2 separate regions of the Zea mays genome follow, and region 2 is linked to region 1. Evidence: chromatin contacts called from public Hi-C data. All regions are on one chromosome and are shown on one strand. Each heading gives the region's core, a stretch centred on a gene start, on an enhancer-like site or on the middle of the called end of the contact. The rest is flanking DNA. Distances are from core to core; before and after follow the strand shown.

The links. A called contact is a pair of places that touch in the nucleus more often than the background predicts.
Region 2: a Hi-C map of ear shows a contact between it and region 1, with 2.0 times the contacts expected there. The contact joins the promoter of LOC100274523 here to the promoter of LOC100284241 in region 1. A contact is called at or near these places in 2 of 25 Hi-C or Micro-C datasets (ear and leaf).

The regions. Positions count from the first base shown.
Region 1 is chr1:284,566,389-284,569,088 of Zm-B73-REFERENCE-NAM-5.0, forward strand. It overlaps LOC100284241, which reads right to left and starts at 1,294. Exons shown (of 4, transcript NM_001157136.2): 1 at 885-1,294; 2 at 470-709; 3 at 311-344. The coding sequence starts at 1,260.
Region 2 is chr1:284,773,565-284,776,264 of Zm-B73-REFERENCE-NAM-5.0, forward strand. LOC100274523 (UDP-glycosyltransferase 83A1) reads left to right here and starts at 1,426. Exons shown (of 2, transcript NM_001317058.1): 1 at 1,426-2,020; 2 at 2,116-2,700. The coding sequence starts at 1,549.

The DNA of each region.
Region 1 (2,700 bases), core at 44-2,543:
TCAGGTTGTCCAGACTCCAGAGAGTTGCTACTGCAAGATGCGGCATTTCCCGGAACCAATACCTATCGTCTTTCAATCAGTTGAGTTAAAAATGTTAAATGGGTTGGGAAATATCCGATGGCTTTTTTTGCTTTCATTGGTAAATAAGCCAGTTCAGTTTCGTGCTCGTGGCAAGAAATGCTAGCGCTAGCAACAAACGACAGCATGTCATGCCCTCTATATATCTCTAGTTCTCTACTACTAATTATATCTGTCTGTCAACAAAATCGAGAAAGGAGTGCGAGAAGTGGCAATGCCGTGCAAGGATTACCTTGGGGTCGCAGGGTACGTGCAGCCATTGGCGCCTGCAGCCACGAGAGAGAGACAGTGTGAGGGGGAGTCAAAACGCGGCGTCAGGAAGGAACCCCAACCGAGCGTCCGAAAAAACGAGCTGCGCGTGCGCGTGCGCGTGCGCGTGCGGTTGACTCACTCGGGTCGACGTTGCTGAGCGCGGCGGTGCCGGAGAAGACGCAGGCCTGCGGGTTCTGGCCGTTGCGCTGGTAGAAGCTGTTGGCGGCGTAGGAGCAGTGGGCCTTGACGGTGTCCGGGGCGAAGCAGGCGCCGCTCTGCAGGATGGGCTTGCAGTCGGCGCCGCCGCCGCACGCGTAGTCCAGCGTCTTCTGCAGCGCGCTGTCCGCCAGGTCCGACCGGCACACGCACCACGCGCCGTCTTCCGGGTTCCAGGGACGGCCACGAGAGACAATAATGACAGCCAGCGGCGGCGGGAGACGAGTTTCAGAAAGAAAGAAAAAAAAGGATTGCGAGAGGATGGAAACCCACCCACGGCGTGTGGCTATAAAATCAGCGAGAGAGGAAGAGGAGGGAGGGAGGGGCGCGTAACACACCTGAGCGGCCGGCGAGCGCCGCCGTGGCCACCGCCACCAGCATGAAGAGGCGAGCTGTGTCGGCCATGGATGCTGTGGATGTGAGGCGGCAGGCGACGGCGGTGAACAGGCTCAAGGTACCCCTACAGTGCGGCCGGCGACGAGCCTTGTACAACTCTCTCTCTCTCTCTCGCAGTCTCGCTTCCCTTGAAGCCTTGAACTCAAGTGACGAGGAGGAGGATTTAAATGCAGCAGCTTGGACAGCGCCCAGTTCTGTGGGTGGCGTGTCCCGTAGCATCGGGACGGGAGGGACGCAGTGCACTCCGTTCCAACGCAGCCGCTGCGCACCCTGTCCAGCGGACCAGCGCCAGTGCCAGAAGGCAGTGTGGCTTTTCATGAACGGTCAAAAAAACGCATGGCCAGTGCCTGCCTGTGGGGCTGGCTGGGTCATGGCATTGGCATGGCAATATGGCAGACACGCTGGCCAGTGCTGTACCACTGCGCGACGGGGTCCACCAGGGCCGCAGTAAATGCGATCAGTACTGTAGGAGTATTTTATTTTAAGAAACAACAGTACTCTGTGTGACAGTGTGAGTAGGCCTGGGCATTCGGTTCTTCGGTTCGGTTCGGTTCGGTTCGGTTCCTCGGTTCTTGTAGAAATTCGGTTCTTCAAAAACTAGAACCGAAATAGCAAGATAAAGAAATCAGAACCGACTAGTTCGGTTCTCGGTTCTTCGGTTCGGTTCCTTGGTTCTAACCGAACTGTAACAGCCACTCTAAAATTATGAATAACGACAACTTTTGTGAGAAATTTCAGCAACATCTCCCCACAAACAACAACAAGTGCACAATGACTATAATTTCATAGATAATACATGGATGATTAGAGATTCAACATAAGTCAATAACACAACATCCGAAGTTACAAACACATGTAACAAATTGAATCTAATACTTTTGGGTTTTTCGGTTCTTTCGGTTCTTTGGAGTGCAGAACCGAAAATATCTCATTTATTTCGGTTCTCAAAAAACCAGAACCGAAATTCATAACGGTTCCTTCGGTTCGGTTAGTTCGGTTCCGGTTCTCGGTTATTTCGGTTCGGTTCCTCGGTTCCGGTTCTTTTTGCCCAGGCCTAAGTGTGAGGACTCCGGACACTACAGATTTTGTGGTGGCTGAAAGCCTGAAACCCAAACCAACAAACATGCCCCAGCCCCAGGTCTATGTAAGCAATCCCTAAATGCACCAATGGTTAATAAACCACCTTGAAATGTTTGATGCACATCTAAATAAATTTCCAATTTTTATGGCAACAACTTCTATGTAAGCAATCCCTAAATGCAAGCGTGTATGACTCTTGATATGTTAAATCATGATCTAACCATGTCACGTTTAACACTTAAACTCTTCCACCACCGGCTCAAGTAGCTTTAAAAAATCTCTAACAAACCACAATACAACTATGGTTGGATCATGTTATAAAGAATCAAAGGATCGCTTGCACCTTTGTACCTAAGTACTACTAGCATAGCAGTCGATAGTGTTAAGTAGGTTAAGTTACCTCCGTAGTATGTTAGGTTATCTGTCCGAGTACTGGTAGTCTCGGCAAGAAGAAACACAAGCAACATGCAAAAAGAGTTGCGCTTATGTTTTTTGCGGGGCCGTGGTCGACAGTTCATTTCAGTAGAGCACAAACTAGGATGCGTAAAATGAGCATTCAGCCTTTTAAACTCACGAATTTCTCTCCTTCGTAGGTCAATATGTGCATCGCCATATGCTATCTGCTGTAAAACTGTCTCAGGTAGATAGGGTAAAATAGGGGACTGGAACTGTAGATTA
Region 2 (2,700 bases), core at 176-2,675, 210 kb after region 1:
GACGGGCTCGTTTGAGCAAAACGGAACAACTCTTGTTGCTAAAACATCCGTGGATGGCCTAATGTGAAAGGGACATCATTCTCAGTCGGTCAGGGGAACTCACATGCTCTCCCGCCCGGAACTGGTTGGTGTACCATCATAGACACGCAGTCTGTGGCGTCATGCGCTCAACATCTGCTGCAAACTGATGGTCAGTTTCCGTCAACTGCCAGCCATTCTCTCTGCCTCCACAGACTGCGTTTCTCCACCGCTGCCTTGTGCAGCACAGCACAGCTTCGACAGTTCTTTGATTCGTCAGTGCTGCTCGCCTACGCCAGAACCGGCCGCCAGCCCCTCATTCATCGAGGCATTCGCGCTATGGCTACCAGCACAACGTTTTGTACTGCCGCTTGATGCCATGAATTGCCGTGGAAAATATTCCAGGGGAAAATCCAATCTAAATTGTCCTAGGGCCTTTTCTAAATGCGATATTAGGAGCTCTATCTTTTAATTTTCAAAGAATAAAAACGACCGGGTTGTGAGGGAAACCAGGCTTAAAAACATTATAGACGCACGGTTCATTAAATGGAAAGCTAGCAAAAATAATCAAACATGATAACCTAAAAGACAAAGCCTAAGATTATCTCCAGCAACTTAGAGGGTGTTTAAATGCAATAGAATTAATAGTTAGTTGACCAAAACGGCGTTTTGGCGAAAACCCATCATCATCCTCATATCCAAACTCCAATCTTTAAATAATTCAATCCACATGGTTAATGGAATCACACACTGCCACAGACTTGCAAACAATCCCTGACCTCTCAAGAAAGTGAACTTATTGTGCCATTGTTGACATATTTTTGGACTAAACAATCTCTGGAACCTGCTCGTATGGAATAGGAGTATAGGACCTTGGTCCTCAGGCACCAAACCGTCCGTGACTACGCAGAGAGCTCCGCTCTTCTCTCGGACGTGCGCCCCTCCCCTGTGTCGGCTCGAGGATGAAGAAGGGAAAGATCTCTTATTAGGTCTGTTTGGATTTGTTTGGACGTAACAGATACCTAAATAGATATTGAACTTTTAAGAGATATATTTTAAAAGTTTATGGATCGTGTTGATACAATAGCACAAGTTTAGGGATCGAAAATACATTTTTACTCGTGGACTAAAAGTACAATCATTGAGAAACAATTTTTTAATGCTATAATTGCACTTATTTAGAATACTGCAAATTCTTTTTTGGGAATATATCCTGTTGACATTTTTTTTGGGGTACAGTTCCGATGGCTTGTTCTCTAGCGCCGCGCAAAGATAGCGCTAGACGTTAGTCCATTCCTCTGATGCAAGGCATGACGCATCTGTGTCGATGAGTTCGCCTTCCTATTCAGCCACAGGCGGCTATTTATGCACCTCCTATCCACAAGGAGTGGGCCGTTGCAAGCGACACGACCTCTGAGCAGTGACACTGACAGTGCAGCTCGGAGCTCACGATCGCCCTGTAGCTGTAGCCGACCAGCAGCCGTTTACCAGCACGTCAAACTCCAAGAGTGTCTTCAGCCACCCTGCTCCATGGCGGCGGCTCCTCATCGGCCTCGTGTAATGATGCTGCCCTTCGCCGCGCAGGGCCACGTCATGCCCCTCATGGAGCTCTCCCACCGGCTCGTCGAGCACGGCTTCGAGGTCGTCTTCGTGAACACAGACTTCAACCATGCCCGCATCCTCGCGACCATGGCAGGAGCGACCCCCGCTGGCGGGATCCATCTGGTCTCCTTCCCGGACGGCATGGACCCCGACGGCGACCGCACGGACATCGGCAAGGTGCTCGACGGCTTGCCGGCGGCGATGCTCGGCGGCCTCGAGGAGACGATCAGGTCCAGGGACATCAGGTGGGTGGTGGCCGACGTGTCCATGAGCTTCGCGCTGGAGCTCGTCCACACGGTGGGCGTGCGTGTCGCTCTCTTCTCCACCTACTCGGCCGCCACCTTCGCGCTGAGGATGCAACTTCCCCGGATGCTAGAGGATGGCATCCTCGACGAAACAGGTAAGAGCCCAGAGCCCCAGAGCCGTCGTCATTACTCTAGCAAACCACGTCGTCGTAAGATCAGAACGTACGTGATGATGGTGCTACGTTCGCAGGGAACGTGAGAAGGAACGAGAGGGTCCAGCTAGACTCCAAGATGCCGGCCATCGACGCCTCCAAGCTTCCCTGGACCAGCCTCGGCAAGAGCCCAGAGTCACGGAGAGCCATGATCCAGAGCACGCTCACGACCAACCCGACACTATCGCTCGCCGAAACCATCGTCTGCAACACGTTCCAGGAGGTCGAGTCCGTGGCGCTGGCCCGCCTCCCCGTACCGGCGGTCGCCATCGGCCCGCTGGAGGCGCCCAAGTCGGTGTCGTCGGCGGCGGCGGCCGGCCATTTCTGGGCGCAAGACGAGGCCTGCCTCCGCTGGCTCGACGCGCAGGCTCCCGGCTCGGTCGTGTACGTGGCGTTCGGGAGCCTGACGGTGTTCGACGCGGAACGGCTCCAGGAGCTGGCAGACGGGCTGGCGCTCACGGGGCGGCCGTTCCTGTGGGTGGTCCGGCCGAACTTCGCCGACGGCGTCGGCGAGCGCTGGCTCGACGGGTTCCGGCGCCGCGTTGGAGAAGGCAGGGGCCTGGTCGTCGGCTGGGCTCCCCAGCAGCGCGTGCTCGCGCACCCCTCGGTGGCGTGCTTCGTCA